2 separate regions of the Anas platyrhynchos genome follow, and region 2 is linked to region 1. Evidence: chromatin contacts called from public Hi-C data. All regions are on one chromosome and are shown on one strand. Each heading gives the region's core, a stretch centred on a gene start, on an enhancer-like site or on the middle of the called end of the contact. The rest is flanking DNA. Distances are from core to core; before and after follow the strand shown.

The links. Hi-C and Micro-C count contacts between places; a contact is called where the count stands out from the background.
Region 2: a contact with region 1 is called in a Hi-C map of F5 follicle, with 2.5 times the contacts expected there. The contact joins two enhancer-like sites. A contact is called at or near these places in 5 of 8 Hi-C or Micro-C datasets (F5 follicle, liver, skeletal muscle and 2 more).

What each region holds. Positions count from the first base shown.
Region 1 is chr4:14,788,477-14,794,195 of IASCAAS_PekinDuck_T2T, reverse strand. All of the region lies in intron 3 of FAM13A (family with sequence similarity 13 member A), which reads right to left. Among named protein-coding and RNA genes, the nearest start is that of FAM13A, 8.7 kb to the right of the region's middle. Within about 2 kb of position 1,610, at least 4 of the 8 cell types and tissues checked have an H3K27ac peak or open chromatin away from gene starts, as enhancers often do. A contact at or near this core is called in F5 follicle and small yellow follicle, where this site is marked.
Region 2 is chr4:14,850,933-14,856,493 of IASCAAS_PekinDuck_T2T, reverse strand. The region is part of intron 6 of FAM13A (family with sequence similarity 13 member A); the gene reads right to left. Among named protein-coding and RNA genes, the nearest start is that of FAM13A, 71 kb to the right of the region's middle. Within about 2 kb of position 2,598, at least 5 of the 8 cell types and tissues checked have an H3K27ac peak or open chromatin away from gene starts, as enhancers often do. A contact at or near this core is called in F5 follicle and small yellow follicle, where this site is marked.

The DNA of each region.
Region 1 (5,719 bases), core at 361-2,860:
TGATACCAACTGTATTTAGTGGGTCTGATGTCCCTGGTCATTAAACACGATTTAGTACGTGGTGTGGACCGGAGATGCTTATTTCTGGACACAACAAAACCTTTGTTCCCTCCTCAGTACTATCTTAGTATCAGGTGTGTTCTGCTTTCACTTCTGTCCTTTTAGAAACACAGACAGATATCAGACCATAAGACCTTCAGAAACTACACTAATTGCATGTCACAGAACCACTGAACAGCAGGAGACAGAAAACCCATTCACTGAGCCATGAAATTCTTTGCCCTGCTGAAAGGGGAACAAGAAAATCTCTCTCTATCTCCCCCTTTTCCAGTGAAAAGGCAAGGGAAGGATATTGAACCTTCCTCCCAATGCAATTCAAAAATCAACAAATTTGTTAATTATCCTGCTGCTGAGACTCGAGCTTTATTTCTAAAAGCTACTAATTACCCTTATACTGAATTCAGAGAGTAACGTGCACGTACAGTGTAACATGCACTTTGCACATTTTGCAGGACGAATGGAACTTGGCTGTCCATGACCACAAGATTTCAAATAAAACAGTTTTTCAACTTACTGGAGAGCCCAAATATTTGTGAGTCATGACAGATGATTTCCTGTAGTGCTCTTTCTTCTTTTTTCCACCTGCTAGACAATATTCCAATTTGTCTCAAAATCAATCATAAAAGTTTACTCAGCTGGTAGTGACCATCAGAGAAACATTAAGGTACCAGAGCTGTTTACACTACCATACAGACAAGCATCAAGTGTATCAAAGCCCTAAGCTTATGTAGTTGCCTAATTTTGCAAGGTACAAGATGTCCTGTGGAAGTAAGACTACCAAGAGCAGTCTTACTTATTAAATTAGATTACAGAGTGCAGCATGAAGCTAAGCATATGCTGCAGTGCCTTGAGATGAGACAAATGAGCTTGTCAATAATAGAAACAGCAGAGCGCCAGACTTTCAAAGGCAATTCAGAAACCTATATTTAAATCATATTCAATATTATAACTATGCATTTAAATCACATAGAAATACCCCCAGCTACCAAAACACTTGTTATTTTCAAGCACAGTACTTTCCCTGGCATATCGAGCTTTTGCTAGGGACTCGCTGCTGAGGGGCAGAAGTCAAGGAGGCAACTGAAAACAGCAGGCACTCTCTAAAAATGTTAATTACCTAGAAACAGGAGCCTCAACAGTGTAGGAGGCACAGACAAGTTTGCAAGCGTGTTTTCAGTCTTGCTTAATTTCAGTATACACCCACAGATCACAAGAGGGACATAGGATGAACCATTGGAAAATATTTCTGTACATATTGAATTTCTTTGACACACTCCTGGCACGATCTAGCTCTCCAATCAATCCCTCTTCATGCTACTCCTTCTCCTTACAGAGCATGCTGTCTGAACATCACCAAAGGTACAGATGCCAGCAGACAGGTGCGTGTAACTTGTTCATTGCCCAAATGGTCTGACCCCAAACAACTCCAGCCTACAAGCACTGAAACTCTATCAGCATGGCGCCGTGCCCTAGCTAATTACCTCTGCTGTGAGGCAAGGAAGAGAGTCCAGGGCTCAGCGTCATGTTATCACGTCTGCATAGCTTTCAGCTGCCTTGCATACTACCAGCCTGGAGGGCAGACAGAAGAGCTTGCATCTGTCTGTAGCTATCAACGTGCCTCTAGAAGTCAATCTCTGGCACAGAGGCAGCAGGCTGTACACTGCAGTCGCCACTACACTGTGTTTGCTAGGCTAGGCTGCTGAAGGAATCAAAGTGTTTCTTTCTTCCTCCACAATCACCAGGAAGTGGGACTCCAGCCTCTGCCAGGAAGTGATCTGCTTCAGACAAGGCTCTGCCCCAGACGAAAAAATAAAAAAATAAAATCACACCTTGCTGCCATCAGAAGCAGAAATGCAGAAAGTCCTTGCCATGAGAAGGTTGTCATCACAATTCAACTTGAGACCCTTTGCTCTCTGTCATTAAAGCACTTCACAGAGCTGTATTTACCCTCCGTCACTATACTGGGAACAGTTGTCCTGTTACTTCTTTTGCAGCTCTGCTGAGTGTTGCCATCTGCACAAGAAAGCTGGTTCCAAATGTTTTCAGTGTACAGCAAGCCTCTTCAGCACGTAGAAAACAGAAGTGTCATGAGTCGTTCCAAACCAGAATAGCATCAAAATGACAATAAAAGCTAACAGGGAAAGGTTAAAGACATGCCAGTATAGCCTGGAGAGCCACAGACAATTAGTGAATCTGATTTATTCCAGTTATTGCAGTTACAGTGGTTAAAGAGTCATCTCTCATTTGTTCATTTTCACACCCACTATTCAGGTTGAAGTTTGACCTCTAAAATCCCCCAACACAATCTGTATTTTTGATCCTGCCTGTTCATGTAGCTCAAGCAGCTGATGGCTACCAAGTGTTCCCTAAAATGACTCGTTGATCCAGGAGGGAGCTCATCCTTCCCTTCCACCACCTCCCATCCTTCTCCCTGAGCTTTCAGAGCTGTTCACTAGCACTGCACAAAACCTTGTCAGCTGTAACAGTTTGTGAGGGGAGGGGTGTGAGAGACAGAACTCTCATCTAGCTGCTACATACTGAAAAATGCAAATTTTTCAGTGATCAAATAGCATTCAACTTAATTAGACTCAGTGCCAAAGGAAGACAGGAGCCTACATTTCACTGTGCCCCTTCTGGAGAAGGAATGCAACAAAGAAGAAAAAGAAAAAAAATCACATAATGGAAAAACTTTCTGCATGCTAAAAAGGATAACAGCAATCTGCCTTGCTAAAAGCAAGTGACCTGTGAAAGGGGTAAGAGCTGTGCATACAGAGCTTGTTCTCAGTATGTACAAATGTCTTAAGAGCCAGTGATTGGGTTAAAAAAGTTAAGAAATGAAAAGCCAGAAGGAATAAACAAGCTCAAACGGATCTCTGTACAGGAGCTACTGATTACTTCCAAATGAGGTTTCTGAAAGAAGTATCTTTCAGTCATCCTGTTCTCCAGCAAAACTGCAGACACAGAGCAGATTGTAGTGGACATTTTTGACCCCAGGACCCCCTGCAAAAAGCAATGTTCATATTTGTCAGGCATTCTGAGAAGACCAGTCAACACAAAGATCACTACCAGTGTGTCTCTATCCTGTACTTGCTACACATCTCCGACAACACCATTTACAGATGGAGGCCCTTTTCAACTCCCACTGCCACTGCCCTTCTCCAAGGGTAGAGAGGAAAGGTCAGGATGCAGCAGACTGCCCATAGGATACGCTACGTGATGTTTTCTGGAACTGCATAGTCTTGGAATTCCTCTGAATATTTATATAATCAGCACTGCGTCAGGATTTAGCGGCAGCATGCACATTTCACACCGCTGTTGCACAGGCTTCTGATAGCATGCCAAACCAGCTGTGTGGACTTCCTGAACTACCAACGTATCACATTGCTCTTTTCCAATAGAGGGCAGATCATTTACTCTTTGGTTTGGTAATGTGGACTATACCCTGCTTTAAAAAGGATTACAATCTCAGGTAGGATTTTCAGTCCAGCTATTTTTAACTGGGGGGGATCACTCCCTAACATTTTTTATATGACGGAAAGTAACTGTGTATTATTCTCAGGCCCCACTTTTAGCTGATTTAAAAGATTCTGATACCAATCGCTGAAAATATTCCAAAGGAATTCTAAACTGATTACAAAACAAAACAAAACAAAACAAAAACAGAAAACAAAACAGAACAAAAAACAACGACACAAAACACATTTCCCATGCAAAGCTTCAACAGAGGGGAATACAGAGGTTGTAACAGAGCTTGTAACTGCCTTCATTGTAGATATAGAGTGAAGTGGCTCCAGATTCAAAGGTATTTTTTAATAACCTGTTGGCTCAGAAACACCTTGACCTACTTTCTTCATAGTTTACAAAAAGAACACCCAGGCATGCTTGCTGTTGGTACCATTTTGCAACAAATACCCTTGCACATACTTTGATAAGTGAATAGATAATTCCTCCAATCCTGCACAGTTGGTTGATCATTTAACTGTAAACACAGGCCCATCGACCACTGCAACTAATCTGAACCCTATGAAAGTAATCAGTGCCCTTCAGAGCAATTTATGATACATTTTCCAGTGCATGAAAAAAAACAGCAATTCAGTTTTCTGCAAACTTCACCAAAACCTTCCCCTTGCCATAACAGCTAACCCTAATAAAAATATAATGGAACTAGAACTAGAGGTTATTGTACAATACATGCAAACTTAACTGTAAAGGTACATCACAGCTAAACAGACTTCTGGAGAACCGGATTTGTGATTTACACCAGTAACTTTTACTTGAAACAGCAAGTCTGCTAAGTATGGATATGTATCTCATTTCCATAGAAATCACTGGGGAATTTTGTATTTCCTGTGGGAAGCAAGAATGAATGAGACTTTCCACAAACAGCACAGTTCACAAAGTACATCAATAGTTTCTGGCGCAATACAGTGATATGACCTTTGTGGGGATAGGGATGCAGAACAGGGAACGTGCAACTTATACAAAATTTCCACTTAAAGTGATTTAAGCGAAGGAACATAATTAAATGCATCTCATGAGTCAGACATGGTTAAATCTGAGAGATCCAAAAGGAAGCACAGCTATGACCAAAAAATAAAAATAAAAAAGGGACTTTCTAAAACAACAACACCTTCCTACCCAGCACTTCCTGAACCCTGTCCTTGGGCCCCAGACAACTTTACTAAATAATATTTTACAGAGAAGGGTATTTTACCCAGCCCACATGCAATCTGATTATTACTTTATTGACTGCACTTAGGGAAAGGCAGAGTTCTTCTCCAGCATACCCTTAAGAGTCTATAGAGCCACAGACAGGAAAGGAAGACGTGGTTGTGTTCTCCCTGCTCCAGGCAATAACTAAACGTATCTCTACTGCAGGCCAAAAAAAGTGGGAGGGAAACCTGAGGACAACAGTATGAAAACTTTGCACTGTCTTCCACTGGGGATCTATTCAGAGGATGTTCCTCCACATCATTCTTCCTCTACATTTCTCCTAATTGCCTGCTTTACTGGAAAGAGTGTATCTCGAGTAACATGTACCCACTCACTTCTCAGCTTCTTAGGAAGATGGCAAGAAGAGGCATCAACTGCCTGCAGCAAAAGAACTCCCACTGACCCAGATGGTCCAGGAACAGGGCCAACCACCGTCTAGTCTGCATAACAATATGAACTAATACCGATGGATTAGATCAACAAATCATTTAGGCAAACAGTCGTGCAAGTTTCAACTTTCTAAGGCTGAAATGATGTTCTTCCTTACAGATTATCTACTACTTAAAGGTTAAAAAATAAATAAATCTTCCAGGTTCTGTGCTATGATTGGTAAAGTTAAAGTCTGTTGTTACTTGCTTGTTTGTAAATAAGTAACTGTCTTGTTTCTGGTGGTCAATCACATCACTTAGTGAGAAGTGGAAATTTAGACAATATATGATTTGGGTCTCAATGGATAATAAATGTGATTGCAGATGAGGTTGTTATAAAATTTCAGAGTCCATTAGAATGAAATTCCAAGTAATCACTCTAGCAAAACGGAAGCAAACCTGTGTCCTAGAGAGACTGCAGTTATTGTCTTCAAGCTTGCTCTAACAAACCAATTGATAATTTCACTTTATATTTTGCAGATATAACAGGACTGGAAAAGCACAAATAGTCCAGATTT
Region 2 (5,561 bases), core at 1,349-3,848, 61 kb before region 1:
GGGAATGAGGAAGAAAGAAACGCTATAGAAGACAGAAACCAAATACCAATTTCATTTAGATTACCACATTTCAAAATTTCACATAGTTAACAATGATTACAGCTGTGTATAATCTCTTTTATCCTGTAGTGCTTTATGTTTTTACATACGCAGCATGGATATGTAGCTGCATCTGGGATGAAGAGATCCAAGCTAACCACTGTGGAGCAGAGACTTTTGAAAAAACATAAAATCTTTTAACTTTAAAAGATCTGCATCTGAGCAAAGCAGGTTATCCATTTCCCCCTTCCCAATCATTAGCAAGAACATACTCGAAGCATCTTTCCCTAACTTCATGCACCTTCGTCAACTCACCTATGCAAGACGGAAGATGAGAGCTGTGTAAATTATGAACAGATTTGAACCAGCTATTTCAAATAGTTTTGAATCCCTCAAGTGAGATGTTAGATGGCCCTACTGCACTCACAGAGCACACAAGGATTCTATTTTGATTAAAATACTTTACGAAAGTCTTAAGTATTGGTAAGATAATATACTGCTGTGCTTATGTTATGCACAAAAGCACAGTTTAATGAAAGAAATAGAAATTGTGTGAAAGGTTTTAAACCTTTATACACCTCATCACATGACCTGTGACATAGAAGAGACAGGCAAGCAAGCAAGAATGTACAAGATATGAATCATAAGTGATCATCAGTAGATATTACACAATAAACAGGGTAGAAGTTGGTTTAAAACCTTCCACGCAGGACTCTTACTCACTATCACTCACACTGTGCTTATTAAAAAAACAACTGCTTGCTCATTTTTAAAACACCTTGCACTGAAGGGGGTTTATTAGTACTGCTAGGAAGCCCTTTCCACCACATACTACATCCTTTCTAAAGGAAATGCTGTCATTAAGATATGCTATACGTTCACCTGTACTGTACTTATGCTCCATAATTCCTCTTTGGTTAAAGGGACCTTTGCAGAAAGAATTTCATACCTGGCATAGCAACCTGGCAAAACAAGTCAGTTGGCCACAATAAGGAAGAGACAAGTCATTCCAAAGTGCATCTCCTATACAGTCTAGATTTCTACCCAGGAAAGAAATTACCCATTTGGCAAGCAGGTTTAATAACAAATTATATATTTTTATACCTTCAAAGTTTTTACATATTGTTTCATGGCCAGAAGTCACTGAATATACTTGAGAAAGGATACAATAATTAAAAACCAAAACAAAACAGATATTTAATCAAATGCCACTGATAACCTGGCCAAGCAGGTGAGGACCAAATATAGCCATCTCTTTCTTCTCAGACACATATATTTAGCTCTGCTAAATGAAGGGATCAAACAGAAATTGCTCTTCATGTAATGCCTGGGAGAGCAATTTCTCATACTCCTGTGGATACCTAAAAATCTGGTGCTCTTTTAAAACAGATTTCTTGAAAACAAACAAACAAACAAACAAAAAAAACAACCAACCAAACCAAACCAAACAAAAAAACAACTTGCTAAAGTGGAAAAAACAAACAAACAAACCTTTTTTCTTTGTAAGTTTATTTTAGTACTGGTGTTCATTGTATTTGTGATCCCCAGAGAGCTAACAGAAAAGTTTGTCAGACTGGAAAGAATGCCACTCTCACCCCTAGTTAGTTTGGCATGACTTAGTATTTTAATGCACATGTATTTTACATCACTCATGCAAGGCAGCCTTTGTGTCTCTAAAGATGGAAACATGAAAGCTTCGGTGAAGTCTAATGGTTAAACAACAAATTTTCAACACGGAACCACCGCTACCTTTTTTTTTCCCCCCTCCCTTTTGTAACAGGAGTGTTGCAGGCAACCATCCACCACACCATCACATTCTCAAATATGAAATGATTGTTCTCCTTTTTTTGTTCTTGTGTGTCTCATAATGACCTTCCCAAACAGGGAGTTCAGCTCACTCCAGAGCTGAAGCTGTAAAACACCCATTTAGACTGATAGTTCCTGATTTATTTCCATGCATATGGGATACCCCAGAACTACTCTGCTCCAGCCCCCTTGCTGGCTTGAACTCTCACCACAGGTCAGAGAGTGGCTCTGGGCCCTTCCCAAAGAGCTCAGTCCCAAACAAGGCTGTTTGACCTGCTGAGAGCCAAGTCTTAAAGATTTAGGGCCACCAAACCTGTCTCTGAAACAGACATCAGTGGACTTCCCTTCCCATGTCACTCATACAGCTTTACAAGTATAGTGTTTGGAGAGGGCCTTATTGACTTTTTATAAACTACTGACTTATTATTGACTTTTTATAAACTACTTTAAAAAAAAAAAAAAAGGTTTTAATAGTCCTGTTTTATTTGTTCTCAATTATCTGGAGTGCTTCTGTCCTGGTTTCCTGGCACTGCATTACTTCACTGTAAAGCAAACACTGCTTTCCTACTGCGCATCTCTTTCCGAAAGTTAAATGGGACATTTCGTTGCTTAAAATAATGTGTTATTTTGTACAGTCACGAAAATGTACTTTGACTCAAGTGTCAACATTTTGCACCAGAGATGAAGGGTCGCCACACTGGCGGGATCATGCTGCTCAGCCAAGGTCATGTTTTCGCGTAGCCTTGCCATAGGCTCTATTTGTTCTGCCCTCAAAACTTAGATAAAGGAATGGCTCTTTCTATTGCACCACCATCTCTTCTGGACTTCAAAAGAAATTAATTATTTTTTAGTCAGAATACTTTTTTTTTTTTTCAGGCAATGAGATTGCTGCTTCTAATTTTAACACAGTCAAACAAAAAGCCACTGAAAATTCAGTAGCGTCAAATTACTGAGAGTATAAAAAGTTGATGCAGCTTCTGGGTGGAGAGAAAGAAAGGCTAAGCTTGAGTGACTTGTTAAGACTTTTTGCCCTCTTTTCTTCTTACCATTCAGAACCATAATGCCATCTTGCATTAAAAGACATGCGATTTTTGCAACTGAAAAGGATTTTAATAATATTATTGATTTACTAATATCAACATTAATGGCGCTAAAAACAGCTTCAAGGAATACACGATTCAGAGGCCAAAGTAGTGCTTTTTGCTGAATTTCCTGACTTATTCAAGCATTTTTCAGCATTTCTTTTTCTTCCCTGAGTTACTTCCCCAAAAAAGTTATTTCAAGCTTGTGACAAATGCAAGACTGAAACTGTCATGAAAATGTATTGCATACTTAATTTCTCAGCAGAGTGATTTACTCATAGTTTGTCCTTAACAGCAGTGGGTAAAAGGTAATGTTTGTGCATGTGAGAAATAGCAGGCAATATAAGTTCCTTCCTTCAAATAAAGCAAGTGTTAAAGTATGTCAGGCAAAAGAAGAAATAATATTTCCCTTAATGAAAGAATAATCATAAATCTAATCTAACACATTAACACTGTGGTGATACATTGGTCATCATTAAAAGCAGCATTTATCATCAATTGTTGAGCAATGCCCCCCTTGCTCTATACCCTTAATCAGAGAAAGAGGAATGCCCTATATAGGAACTGTTGGATAGCACAACCAAACATATGTTTAATATCCATTTCTCTGTGAGAGTTATTTCCATGAAAACATTTTCATTTGACCTAAAGAGTAACTTTTATGCTCAAAAAAAAGCATCTTTTCTGATATTTATCTCCAGTCTTCCAATAATTACATTTATGCCCAACCGTGTTTTAAAACATGGAATAAAGTTACACTTGTGCTTAAGTACCTACTTAAGCTACTCATTAAATTAGTCAAATGTCAAATATTAGACTTATAAACCAGTATATTTAATTCTGAACTTGCATACACTGCAAAACGTCTTGAATAACTCACATGGGGGTGGATTGGTACTGATTTTAATACTAATCTCCAAAGGATCCTTCCATTTTCCCCAAACTTCTTTAATCAATGTTTTTCCTAGAGGTCTCAACTGAGTTATGTCTTAAGCCAGAGAGATCATAGCGTGGATCAATGTGACTTCAGGGCAGTAGGAAGTGACCTCTCTGAGAGAGAGTTCCCCATTAATCTTCCAAAAAGTATGGGCTTCTGTGGCCTATTCTAACTGGCATTCATCATGTCAAAATTACTATTTTATACGGATAAACGGAGGTGAATATGAAGGAGCACTCCGTCACACGTCTGAGGAGCATGTACTACTTATTATTCTGTTTGCCACAGCAAAGGTTAAAGCATGAGTACCCAAGCCTTTTAATTCTCAGAAAAGCTGACATTCAGTACAGCCATACTGGGAATATACTGCATTATCCACAGGCATAACTCTGTGCAGCCTGTATGTGAGAGGGCAGCAAGATTAGGGCAAAAAGCCTGAATTGAAAAAAAAAAAAAAAAAAAAGATACACTAAAAACATTTTACAAATGTCCTCCCACTTTGCAGAAACATCAGGGAAGTACAGGCTACCCCATGGTAAGATTTAATGGGCGAAACTTCCAGCTGATAAATGCCACTGCAAGCAAGAGGCTGACTTTACTTTTATATTCACATATCTGAATCCAAGAGAACCCTCGACAGTTTAATTTTGTATAATTATTTTCTACTTGCTATCCTCCTGGATTGCAAATATGTTTATCTTTTTATAAAATGACGTCAATGTTAAACAGCCTGCTTTTGTTGTTTTACTTCTAAAACTAGTTGGGGCTTATTATGAAAGCCAGGGCAGCGTCTTTTCTTCTAGTTGTGGCTTGGCAACAGTCCTTACTAGGATAAAACTAGAAAATGGGTCAGAAAGAGGCAGAAGACATGTACCAGCCCAAGTCTCACCTTTTCACAGAATGTAACAGGGTGAAGTTGCATAATGCACGCATACCTGTTGCATTATAATCATGAAGGACTGTTACCAGGTAACCAGCAATTTCTGTTTCAGGATTGTTTGGTAAGAGCTTGCAGGCTTCAAATAAAGTTATCTAGGAGCCCAGCTTTTCAATAAATTTTCACATTTTCTTGCTTAATCAGGTAGACACCATGAGACACCAAAGGAAACGTCCACGTCAGTTTCCTTTTTCAGTCAGAGGCCCCTCTGCTGCCCGCTTTGTGGTACCCAGGAAAACTTCCACATGCTTCTACATGCATCAAAGTCAAAGCTGTGAGAAGACAGAGCACTCAATGGATCAAACGCGAGCCTGGAAGGCCAAAAAGTTATATAACATTTTGTGATAGGCTATGACTACGAATTCAGGAAGACAAGGACTACAGGTTTGAATTTCTCTTAATTCCTGACTAGTGAAAAAACAAAACCAAACACACCTGATAAATCTTCCCTACCCCCAGAGGGAGATGTTCCAGAACATACTTCAATAGTGTTTGTGAAACACTCCAGCTACCTTGGATGGAAAGTGATAACAAAGTCCAAAGGATCAGACTTATTTACAATACAACTTTGCACACAGAAGCACTCACTAATCTGTTAAAGAGAACAAGGCCGCCAGTAAAAAAAAAAAAAAAAAAAAAAAAAAGGAAGAAAATGCAGTGGAACAGAAATGTGGCTAAAATATTCGGTATTTGTGAAAGACTCCAAGGAAACAAGCTCATAATATAAATTAAACAAACCCAATGTGGCTGCAAGCGAGAC